Linked DNA regions of Mus musculus: region 1 is linked to region 2. Evidence: chromatin contacts called from public Hi-C data. All regions are on one chromosome and are shown on one strand. The core of a region is the stretch at or near the end of the contact, and the rest is flanking DNA. Distances in the headings are between cores, read along the strand shown. Region 1 holds the start of Atp11b (ATPase, class VI, type 11B). Region 2 holds the start of Mfn1 (mitofusin 1).

Evidence for each region. Hi-C and Micro-C count contacts between places; a contact is called where the count stands out from the background.
Region 1: a Hi-C map of uterus shows a contact between it and region 2, with 5 times the contacts expected there. The contact joins the promoter of Atp11b here to the promoter of Mfn1 in region 2. A contact is called at or near these places in 1 of 39 promoter capture datasets (pre-B cells) and 1 of 484 Hi-C or Micro-C datasets (uterus).

The regions. Positions count from the first base shown.
Region 1 is chr3:35,751,903-35,758,358 of GRCm38.p6, forward strand. It overlaps Atp11b (ATPase, class VI, type 11B), which reads left to right and starts at 2,161. Exons shown (of 30, transcript NM_029570.4): 1 at 2,161-2,508. The coding sequence starts at 2,482.
Region 2 is chr3:32,528,052-32,534,266 of GRCm38.p6, forward strand. Mfn1 (mitofusin 1) reads left to right here and starts at 1,431. Exons shown (of 18, transcript NM_024200.4): 1 at 1,431-1,644; 2 at 3,847-3,965; 3 at 6,187-6,215. The coding sequence starts at 3,854.

The DNA of each region.
Region 1 (6,456 bases), core at 911-3,410, 3.2 Mb after region 2:
GTCTCTTTACAACAGAAGGCATTCAGCTATTGGGAAGTCCCCAGCTCCCCTAGGGCCTGGGACCTTGAACTTAGTTTCCCCCTATGGTTAAATGGAGGTTAAAAACAAAATGTCAGTACTTAGGGCAAGTTTCTTTTGTTTGTTCCCAATAGCATACACATACAACTGAAATCAAGATTTCAGAGAATTGATCCCTCTGACCTCTATACACCCACATGGCACATACTCCTACCTCCAAGAAATAAATTTAATTAAAAAAAAAACCCTGATTATTATACATGGAGAAGATTTTACCACCACTAAAGAATTACAACTATAGTATAAAAATGCTCGGCCATGCTATGGTTCTGGTAGAAAATGTTTGGAGCAAAACACTGCCCTGTTGCTATTTTTGTTCCTGACAGTTTGGACTTTCATATGGTCTTCACATATTTGAGCTGCTTTTTGCCACATTGCCTCATAACACCTCGAATCAACTCCTTCCTAATTCCCCACCCCCTGTCCACTTCCACCTTTAGAAATTTGGAAGCCAGTTCAATGATATGTAATGCATCCTCTAGGTTGCTGTTTTACAGGTTTTCTTGACAAATTTTGGTGGCATATAAATAAAACATTTCCAGGCCTACTTTGTAACCAAGTCACTGAGAAACGAGATGTGAGAAGTAAGTTTGTTTAGGAATATAGCTTAAGAACACAGGTTCTACTGTCCGATTATCCATAATCCAAATCACAGTTTTGCCGAATTATTTAACTTGAGCTTCTCCATCTGCACAATCGGGATAATACGTACTTCAGAGACCCAATTAGAGTATCGGGTAGAGCTTGACGCAGTGGGTTCTGGGACACTGCCTTAGAACGGAAGTAACATTTTGTTTTCTCTAAAAGCATTCCAGTAACTTTATGCTGGTGTCACAGAGTAAGGGTCGGGCATAAGAGCAAAACGAAGGTTCCTTTTTCTTTTTAAATATCTGTCCTAAATTTGGGTAATTTATAATATTAAAAAAAAATTATTGCAGGTCCCCCCCCCCCCCCCCCGAGACAGGGTTTCACTGTATAGCCCTGGCTGTCCTGGAACTCACTTTGTAGACCAGGCCGGTCTCGAACTCAGAAATCTGCCTGCCTGTGTCTCCCGAGTGCAGGGATTAAAAAGGGATTAAAGGGCTCCATTGCAGATTTTATAGGCCATAGATAACTGAAAGACTCTAATTGCAATGCTGGATTAACTAAGACATGACTACTGAAACCAAAAGACAGATTTGTCTAATCACCGTAGCTTAGATTTAGGTTTTTGCAGAATGTTACTTTTCAAATTACAAATGTCTGATGGTGACGTGTTTTAATTCAGGAAAAAGAGAGTACGACGAAGACGAACAGGTGGCTGCTTTTAGACAGTATAAACTTGTTCCAGTTGCTTGTATGGGCCTTCTTAAAAGTTATCCACACCCTTGTTAGAGAGGTCACGCTACTTTGGAGGTAGTTTTCATTGCATGCTTAGCAATTAGCTTTCCGAGGAAAGTCTCTCCCCTTAGCCTTTCCAGCTTAATTCATCAGGATAGGAACTCAGCAATAGCTCCAGAAATTGAGGTGCAGGCTGGACTCTCACAGAGAAATCTCAAACTTTCCCCAATATTAGTCCACTTTGGTTACTCGCTGAGTTATGTGTGAAGCAATTAAATGCCTTTGACAATTAAAAAAATTTTTTTTACCAAGTCTATAAGAATTTTGTACAATTTAGTTTGATCATAATCATCTCCCTCTCCAAATGTAAGTCTTTGATAATTTAATGGTCTGGGCACAGACCTTTTGGTCACATACATTTGCTGGTGTGGATCCGAATGTTGGGGTGGATGGGGGGGGGGGTTGGTGGGGGAGGGGGAAGATCTGTGACAGGGCAGAGCCAACTCCTCTTCGAGGAGTTGCTACAGCCTAGCCGGCCAAGATACAAAAACTCGAAAAAGGCCCACAGAGCCGGCGAGCCTGACAGCGCTCACGTTTTCGCGACAAACCGCCCCGGAAAGGGGCGGGCAAACCCGCGCGGAAACACGGAAGGGTGGGCCTCCGAGAGGTAAAGAAGCGGGCGGGTCCAGAGCAGGTGAGGGAGGGGCACAGGGCTTGGGGGCGGGACCATGGAGGGCGAGGGCGGGGCGGCGCCGTGGGGGCGGGCCCATGGCGGGCGAGGGCGGGGCGGCGCCGTGGGGGCGGCGGTGCTTCGGGTGACAACGGTCAGAGATGAAGGTGGCGGCGGCTCAGCGGGGAGTAGTGCTGCGCCGGGCGCGGTTGGCAGCCAGGCCGCGCCTGTAGGACCTCCGGGCCGGGGTGGCGGGATGGGGACCCGACTCGGGTAGAAAAGCGGGGACAGCAGAGAGCAGAACTTAAGCCCGAGGGGCTCGCCTGCTCCGGTCACACTCGGAGTCCTCTTCCACCTGCTGCCGCTCGGTCCCGCGTCCGGCGGGCCACGACGGCGTCGGCGACGGCGGGGGCATGTGGCGCTGGGTCCGGCAGCAGCTGGTAAGTGAGGGCTGGGTGGCGCGGCGGGGCGGCGAGGGCTAGGCCGCGGCGGGGGCGCGCGGCTCTCTCTCGGCCCGGGCTCCGCACAGCGCGGGGATGCACTGCAGCTTGCGGCCGCTGAGGGTCGCGAGCCGCGCGGGCCCCGAGGTGGCGGAGGTAGCGGCGCGGGGCGCGGGTCAGGCGGCTCCCCCGGACTCCGAACTAGGCTCGTGCGGGCTCCGGAGGAGGTCTGGGTCCTCCTCGGCCTCCCGGCGGAAGCTCGCCCTGGGCCTAGGAGGAAGGCGCGCCGGAAAGGTCTTCACCGCAGACCGGTGCAACTTCTCTGTGCATCTCTTGTGTGTCACCCACCCCTCAAGGCGGTTAGAACGCACGGGTTAGGAGCCAGTGGTTTAACTTTTGAACATTACTGTATTACCTGGAAAAAGAAAAAGAAAACCCTAGAGTGACTTAAGTGTCTAAAAAGCGTCACCTTTCTCAGAAATCATTCACAGACGAAAATCTCTCATGTCCCTTGGCACTTGCAGCCCAGAAAATAACAACGCCAAGGCGACAATGACAGTTAAGGCAGACATCACTTCAGTTCTAGGAATGCTAATCTATATGCTGTTTAATTTTGAAATTGTACCAATTGCAGTATTTTTTTTCTACGAGGTTTCAAGGCAGTGATAAATCTTAGAGAAACAGAAATGTCCTGTTTTGAGACCAAAATCTTCATTCTTTTTTCTTGTGGTAGAACAGTTTTTCAGGTGAAAACTAAAAAGTATGTATTTCAGTCAGTCTCCTGTTTATTTTACAGTAAGCATCATTCTTAAATAAAGAAATCTTATAAATAAAACTAGAACCGCCTGCCACTCCCTCATACAAATGGTAGGTCTTTATTTTTAGCTAACTGTTGCAAATTGAAGTATTCCAGCTTTATTGGGAATCCAAGCTAATGATGTCATTTAATCCACACTTGCTTTCTTGTGGCAAGCCAGTACAGTAAGGAAGTTAATTATTACAAATCTGATCTGCTTTTGACTTCTCAGGCGTCAAGTAAACAAAAGATTTAACACCTTTTTATCTGATGTTTTGGGTGAGAAAATAGTTTTTAAGGCTGTTTTTTCAAGCCTTTCCCAGTATGTTAAGACAGTCTCTCAGTGTGAGGTACTTTTTTGTTAGCTTGAATAAAATCTTTCTATGTGATCATTCCTATCTTCCAGATAGAAATCTGGTAATGTTGTGAGAAATGGCTTTATGTTTACGGCTGAAAGGGATAAACCAGAAGCTGTGTGGTCATTTTTAAGTCAGCTGTCTCATGGCCCTGACTAACAAGTTGAACAAGTTGCTTTCCATTTTAAAAAAAAAAAATACTATCTCTGATATTTAGTTGTCTGTCACTGGTTTTACTTTTAAGATAATCAAGTCTTTAAGAACTTGTGCCAGGGCTGGAGAGATGGCTCAGTGAGTTAAGAGCACTGACTCTTCCAGAGGTCCTGAGTTCAATTCCCAGCAATCACATGGTAGCTCACAGACCATCTGTAATGGGGTCTGATGCACTCTTCTGGTGTGTCTGAAGACAGCTACAGTGTACTCATCTAAATAAAAATAAATAAATCTTTAAAAAAACAAAAACAAAAACCCTTGTGCCAAAGCAGGACTTTGAATTGCTGACTAAGTTTGTGTAATCACTTAAATACAAATTAAGGACAGTGTGTACAAAGGAACGAAGTATGTTGTACTAGCTCAGTAATAAACAGCCTTTCTAGTTGCTACTCCAAGAATTCAGTTAAAAAATTCTATCTTGGATTATTCAAATTATACAAATTTTATATACAAATAATGCAAATTTTATTATTATTTTGCTCACTGGGTTTAGTCACCAGCATTATGTTAATTGTAAAATTCATAAAAGGGAAAATTTGGGTAAATCAATAAATCATAGGGACAGGTTGTTTTGGAAATGTTTTGGAACATTTCATATGAATCCTGGCTTTCAACCAATAATTTAACAAAAAAAAAGATACTTTTTGTTTTTAATTTTTGATTACTGCTTAGTGTGTTTGGGTATGTGTGTAAGTAAGTCAGGACACCCTGTGCCAGTCAGTTCTTTGCTACCTTGTGGGTCTCAGGAATCAAACTCAGGTTCTCATTTGCTTCCTGAGACATCTAACTTAACTTGCTGTGTTTTTATGATAGAGACAATTATATCTTCTGTTTTATTTTATTTGCAGTTTTAAAAAAATTGATTGATTTCTTATCTCTATTAAATATTTTTAATTGCCTAATGATGAGAAATCATGATAAAAACTGACATTTTCCCTTTATGAAAATAGTGAAAACTTGTGGAATATCCTTTTCTTTTTTCTTTTTTGTTTTTCTTTCACACATAATGTTCAAATTATTTTATGCTAAAAGTTATTATGTATTTCTGGTGTAGTTCATATTCATAGTGTAGCCCTTTTCAGTAACATGTTGTACTTAGTCATTATAGTCCGTCATTAACAGCATCTCAATTATAACAGCATAGGACCGTTAGATGCCTAGTGTGTTGTTGTTGTTATTGTTATTATTGTTATCATTTATTACTTTGCCAGAGCTGTCAGTCAAACCCACAGCTTTACACATGCTAGCGGTAGCTGTTGACCACATGCAGCTGCTAAAATTTGTGGTAAGAGAAGAATACTCATATAGCATATTTATTTGTATAGTGCTGATGTCTACCTTTAAGCAAACATTCTTATAAACAAATATATTTAGATGACCTATAAGGTTTCATTACAGAACAACATAGTACCATGTTTTCATAGAACTAACTTGTTTGTAGGTATTTGCTAAATCCTGTTTTATGTGAACGTGATGAGGCTTTTACTCATGACTGTTCTCAGTCAGCCCCTATATTGGGCTACAGTTAGTCTTGAGAATGTTTTCTGGATAATGAATAGATTAGGAAATAATGAATATTATTTCTGTGTTTAGCAATATAGTGATAAGATTTAAGTCTGACCAGTCCAGAAGAGTGTAGAAAATGATTGTAACTGCAAGCAACCACAAACTAGCAGGCTGCGGGTGTTTGTTTAACTGGTGGGACAGGCCTGTAATCCCAGCATCTGGGAGTTGGATGAGGAAGATCGTGAGCTGGGGTACGCTGCAGAGCGCTTCTTACACTGTTCATGATGTCCCTTGAGCCTCCCGATTCACTGAGGAAACTGGCAGTTCTTAGCCGCAGCTTGCTGGGTGTTATCAACTGTGTGAGTACACTTGCTGGGTCTGTGTTCCCTGCCTTGTTTGTGCCAGCAGCACAGGAGTGAAGCCCCTCTCCAGCTCCATTCACTGTGGTCACCAAGCTGCTCTCATCGTTCTCTAGCCTCCTCCGTCAGGTCACTTAGCAGAGCCTTGAACCTGCAGACACAGTGACGCTTCCCTCTCTATCTCAATTTGCACCGGATTGTACCTGATTGCCAAATGTTCTTTAATATAATAATCATTTTAAAACGTTTATCCTGCATCACAGTTCTGTCTAATATACTTGAAATGTGGCTGGCTCACATTGAAATTTTCTTAAATATAAAACAGAATTTAAATTTTAAAACAGAAGAAAAATGTGACATATCTCAGTTATATTTATTTCTGTAATAGAAAGATAGCTTAGCAGGACCAGGTACTTGTTACCAATTACTGTAATAAATACACAGTAAATGTGCTCAGTCCGACCTCTGCCATTCACTTGGTAGAAGGAGAAATTATCTCCTGAAAGTTATTCTCTGACTTTTACATTGTATGGTGACACGTGCCCACTCCCCAACAATAAATAAATATAGTAAAGAAATTTAATTGTTTATTTTTAAAATGTGGCTATTAGAAATTTAAAAATAATGTATGTGGCTTACATCTGTGGCCCATGTTTTATTTTTACTAGTACTGCTATATAACATTAAAAGTAAGCTTTAGCTGGGCAGTGGTGGTGTA
Region 2 (6,215 bases), core at 181-2,680:
GGGAGGCAAAGGCATTGGATCTCTGTGAGTCCAAGGCTAACTTGTTCTACATAGTGAGTTCCAGGACCCAGGACTGTCTATATAAAATGACACTGTCTCCAAAAAACAACCCAAAACAAAAATCTTCAAATTTAGGCAGAGTGAGAGCACAGATCTGAATTCTAGCACTTGGGAGGCTGTGACAGCGGGTTTGTGAGTTCTTTTTGTTGTTGTTTTGTTTTGTTTTGTTTTTTGTTGTTGTTTGTTTGTTTGTTTGTTTTTTTTGGAGACAGGGTTTCTCTGTATAGCTCTGGTTGTCTTGGAACTCACTTTGTAGATCAGGCTGGCCTCAAACTCAGAAATCTGCCTGTCTCTGCCTCTCGAGTGCTGGGATTAAAGGTGTGTGCCACCACGCCCAGCTCATGCTTGTTTTTTTAACTCATCCATTTTAGCACTGTCCTTCCTATGTGTCTTGGACAGTTTTTCTCCAGATATTCCCAGTAACAGTCCTGAAATGACCTGAGAAATGACATCCTTTCAGAAAACACATACCTCTTTGGCTCCACCTTGCTCATTTTTCTTCACTCTATCCTCTTGTCCTGATCTCCCCCCCCCCCCATAATAGCAGTCATAGTCTGAAATGATCTCATTCACTGTATTTATCCAACTTTTTTATCCAACTTTTATTTTTATTTATCCAACTTTTGCAGGTGCCCATCAATGTTTTAAGCACTTTACACCCTAACCCATTTACTTTCCCACAATTCATGAAGTAGGCATTTTTAGTATTTTATAGATGAGGTAGCTGCCATTCATATGGATAAAGGGGCTTCCCTGGCAAAAGCATCTCATTTGCTAACTCTGTAAAGAACCTCTCAGGACACATGCTGTGAAACCTCTCTTGGAAGGTGGAACATGTAGAGTCCTTGGGCTTCACCCTCGATCAATCAATCAATGGTTTAACAAGATTCCCAGGTGATTCCTAACAAAGTTTAAATCATGAACAATTAATTTTCTTGAGTAATACCTCTTACAGTAAGTAGACACACACAGCTCACTCCAGTAACCCCAGAAAACCAATCAAGACCAGAGCAATTGGAAAAGTCAAAGTTTTGACGACCCCCCCCCCCCCCCCCGCATGATAAACATCTATGTGGTTTTGGGGTACTTCTCCCCCTACACCCTCAGATAACCATGGACATCTTTTCACACTTGGCGCCTTTGAGCTTTGAAAACTCTGAAGGGAAAAACCAAGGGGAGGAGTTGGAAGGTGGAACAGAAAACAGCCCAGTGGTTAATAAGAACTCCTGCCCAAAACAAACCTCGCCTTCAGCCCTGAAGGAAAATGGCGCCCGCAATATATGCAGTTCTGGTCTCGAAGCGTCAGCCAATAGGAGATCCGAAGCGCCGGAAGTAGCCGCCCCTAGCCCCTCCTCTGGGCACCTCCCCTCTTTCGGGAGGATGAGACAGCCAGGGGGCTGTGGCGGAGCTGTGGTTGCTGGGTGACAGTGGGGAGCAGGGACGGAGTGAGTGTCCGCTGGCGGGTGGCGACGTCCGGGGTGACCTTCGAGCTCCGGACCGGCGCAGCGCGAGCGCCCTGACGGGCCGGGGCGGCGGGCCGGGCAAGGGCGACGGGCGGCCAGCCTGAGGGAAGGCCCTGTCCAGGTAGGAATCCACCCGGCTGGGCAGGCTCTCGGCCCACGCGGCTTCCTCTCCCCACGCACCTCCTCCGCGCCGTCAGTTCAGGATTCCGGAGGGAGCCACCCTCCTGGTGGCCACGGCGCTTCTTTTCACGCACACCAGCGTTAGCGTGTGCTTGTCTTTGGTGGCTTTTCATAGGAGCTTCCAGGTAGAACGTCTTTTACTTTAAATTCAACATTCCTTTAAGTTTGGGGACTTTGGCTTGAAGCCTTCCTTCATGCCTTCTTTAAGTCTTGACTCCGTAATTGTGACGAAAGCTGCTACCTTCTTGGTGTCTGTACTGCATTAAGACTTGGGCATTCTTTTATTTTCTTCGCTAACTGGGAAACTTAGTTTAGCTAAACTAGTTTCATCTTCACTCGAGGAAAATAAATTAGGGATTACAACCAAGATTTTTGTTACTAGCTTTTACCGATTTTACATTTATTTACATATCTACTCTTCCAGGATTGAAGATTGAGCCCCTCCCAGGTCTCCCATGCTAGGCAAATGCCATTGTATCCCTAAACCGGTTTCTAAACTGAGTGTCACTGAGAGACCCAGGCAAGCCTTGATCTCACTCTGTTGCCTCTTGTAGACTTGAATTTTCAGCTTTTCCTGTGTGACACTCCTGAGTAACTGAATTACAGGTAACATGACAGGAGGCAAATTTCTCTTTTTTTAATGGGAGATCACTCGAGAGTAATCTTTGGTTTCTGACTAACATGGTTTCTGTAAATAAATAAATAATACTAAAAAGTATTTTATCTATTTGGCCAGGTTAATTTTTTGCTATTAGGAAATTGAGGCATGAACTAGCAGGTATCAGACTAAGCATGATTTTAAATGTTTGCTCTGTTTTTAGATTTTTTAATGTGTATGTTTTTCTTCCATATACGGATGCATGTTTCACCACAGTTTCTGCGCAGTGCCCTTGAGGTCAGAATAGGGCATAAGATCCCCTGGAACTGGAGTTACAGGTGGTTGTGAGCTACCAATTTAAGTCCTTCTGAAGAGCAACAAGTGTTTTAAAGCACTGAGACATCTGCCTAGCCCTGGAGGCATGCACATTTCATTTCTTCTTTCTTCTTCTTCTTCTTCTTCTTCTTCTTCTTCTTCTTCTTCTTCTTCTTCTTCTTCTTCTTCTTCTTTTGTTTTTGTTTTTGTTTTTTATTTGTTTGATTTTGAGACAGGGTTTCCCTGTGTGTCCCTGACTGTCCTGGAACTTGCTCTGTAGACCAGGCTGGTCTTGAACTCACAGACATCCAGCTGTCTTTGAGTGCTGGGACTATGCGCCACCACTGCCCTGTTTTCATATGGTTTTTAAAATTATATTTAACTTATATGTGGAAGCGGTAGACTTTCACAGTTGGTGTTTGGAGGCAGAGAACAACTTGCTGGAGTTGGTTCTCTCCTTCAACCACTTGGTTTCTGGAGGATTGAACTTAGTCTCCTCCACCTGAACTGTTTTGAGAGATTTTGAGTTTTTCGTTTTGAACAAGGTTTACCAAGGCTGGCCTGCTTCAGCCTCCTCCTGGCTGGGATCACAGGTGTGTAACACCACACCTTTATCATTCAGCTTTTTTTTTTTTTTTTAAATGTGTACGGGTATTTTGATTGCATATATATGCAACCAAATTTTGGTGTACCATGTGTGTACCTGTGTCTGTGGAGGCCAGAGGAGGACATCAGAACCCCTGGAACTTGAGTCTTAAGACAGTTGTGAACTGCCATGTGGGTGCTGGGAATAGAACTGGGTCCTCTAGAAGAGCAGCCAGTTCTCTTTAACTGCTGAATCACGTCTTCAAGCCCCTCATTGTTAAGTTTAAGTAGAGCTTTGGAGATGAGGAAAGCCCTGCTATGTCGCATTGTCCAGGTAAAACTGGACTTCCTGGTGTGAGTGCACCCCCTGCCTCAGCCTGCCCCAGTAGCTGAGACTCCAGGCATTTGTCATCCACAGGCTAATTATTGCTTTTCTTTTTTTTCTTTTTTTTTTTTTTTCTTTTTTTGGTTTTTCGAGACAGGGTTTCTCTGTATAGCCCTGGCTGTCCTGGAACTCACTCTGTAGACCAGACTGGCCTCGAACTCAGAAATCCGCCTGCCTCTGCCTCCCAAGGGCTGGGATTAAAGGCATGCGCCACCACGCCCGGCTTAATTATTGCTTTTCTAACCTTTTTCTCAACCTAGGTGCATAATGGCAGAAACGGTATCTCCACTGAAGCACTTTGTGCTGGCAAAGAAAGCCATCACTGCAATCTTCGGCCAGTTACTGGAGTTTGTTACTGAGGGCTCACATTTTGTTGAAGGTGGGTACCTCTTAAACTAGTAAGGTTACTGTTGAAAGTGTACGCAGGTGCTTTATTATTTCCACTTCAGTTTTTTATTTTACCCTTTTGAGATCAGACTTGCCTTGAAATGGCTGTGTAGCTTCCAATGGCTTTAAACTCTGTTCCACTTGCCTCTGCATCCACACAGGTATGTGACCTGCTCAGGCTTAGTTGTGGAATTCACATTGTTCTGCATTCTGGGAACTATGCCATAGTGAGTGAAAACAATTTCACAGTTAAGAAAAGAGTAAGGTACTAGTCTGAGTGTTTTACAGTAGTAAAAATTCCTTTACTACTCCTAAGACTAGTTAGTAGGTAAGTGAAAGGCACTGTGAAGGCAAAGCAGCTTGCTCAAGGTCACAGAGCTGGGAAGCCGGCCTCTCCGTATGAAGCCATTACATGTCTCCACCCCAGTTTGTCAGTTCTCACGTGAGATGTAATTGCTTTGTGGGAGGATAAATGTTTACCTTCTGTCTATGTAACTGCTCAAAGGTATTCCCAATTGTCTTACCACAATATATTAATTTGGAGCGAGCCATTGGAATTTCTTTAGCTTTTAAGGATATCTGTCTGTTAAGTTTACAATGAAAAGTGAGGAATTCTCAGAGTATCTCCGGTGACCATGGGGAAGCATTTAATTTCGTCTTTGAAGAAAACATTACCCCTTGCTCCTATAAATCTCTGTCACTAGATTTTGAGCTTCTTAAGTAAGCCTGGAACTTTACGTATCTCCAATTCCAAATGTAACATAATTGAAGTTTCGTTGAGCGAAAAAATTACACAGTTTGTTTCCAGTTTGGGAAGAATGTGAGCTAACAGTGAATTGTGAAAAATATTGTTTCTTACACTTGATAGGGAGTAAAACTGAAGTTAAATTTAGTAATATCTTGTTTTGCATCCTGTCAGTTCTGGATCGAACAGTATGCTGGGAGCTAGTGCAAAGGCAGGACTTAGAATTTGAATTTACTTTGACTTATATTAAAACCTCAGTGGGGGGACGTCAGGGAGAGGGGGAGGCTAGGAAATAGGAGTGTAAATCACGAAGCATCAAATGGGAAACAGCTAGGACTGCGCACTTGAGGTAAGACTTTGCAGACTGCAGCCTTGCCTTGGAGATACAAGACTGGGGCATCAGGAGGTCAGGACCACCGCTGCAGAGAAGCTCAGTGCCAGTCTTTCTGCTGTTCAGAAGTTGCCCGTGTTTTATGACTGTTCTTGAAATGCAAAATGAGGCGTGAAAAGCTTAAGCTTAATCACTTGAGCACTGAGTTCGTTTGAAGAGTCTCAGGTTATAATGACCCAGAGTCTCCATGTCTTATCTTCAAAACGAGACAAAATGAGGCATTAGCTGTTTCTCTATTGCTGGAATGAGAAGAAAGTAACCTGAGGCTGTCCCTTTCAAACCACGGTCTTGGCACTCCTTCCATTGTTGGCTAGGTCATGTGGCCAGTGGCTCGGTTCTGATGAGTCCCGCTTCAGTCCATAAGTACCTTTCTACTTTTTCTTATTGACTGGACTTGTGTTTTTTTGTGTGGGAACCCACGTGTGAGGAGGCAGCAAGGCTTGCCTAGCTTACAGACTTACCCACCTTACTATCGGAGGAGTGGAGAACCGGCTCAGCACGTGGAAGTCCTTTCCAGCTTAAGATTGGGTGAAAAGCATAGATTCCAGTTTAAGATTGGGTGAAAAGCATAGATGGCTATTAGCTTATTTCTTCTTTAAAACTGCATTTGTGTTTCATATGCCTTGTACTTTTGAGTCCTACATAAATAAGTATTAAGTAACCCCTTTGACTGAGTCCTTGAATTTTTTATTTTGTTGTGTTTTTTGGTTTCATTTTTGTTTTTTGAGACAGGGTTTCTCCGTAGCGCTTACTGTCCAGGTACTCTTTGTAGATAAGGCTGGCCTTGAACTTAGAGAGATCCACCTTCCTTTGCCTCCTCACTTCTGGGACTTCAAGGTGTGCCACCACACCCAGCCCAGGCAGGATAATCCTTTCAGAGGGCATTTACTTTTAGACTAAATACATGTTGACATACACATTTAAAAACAAAAGAAGAAAAACTCCAAATACTCAGATACCATGAACATTTTTATTTTTCAATTGACCTGTTATATAGAACAACCCAAAATGTATACCTCTGTATAATTGGCAGGATTTATTTATATTACTTTATCTAATACCATTTCAATTTTGCAGCAACATACAGGAATCCAGAACTTGATCGA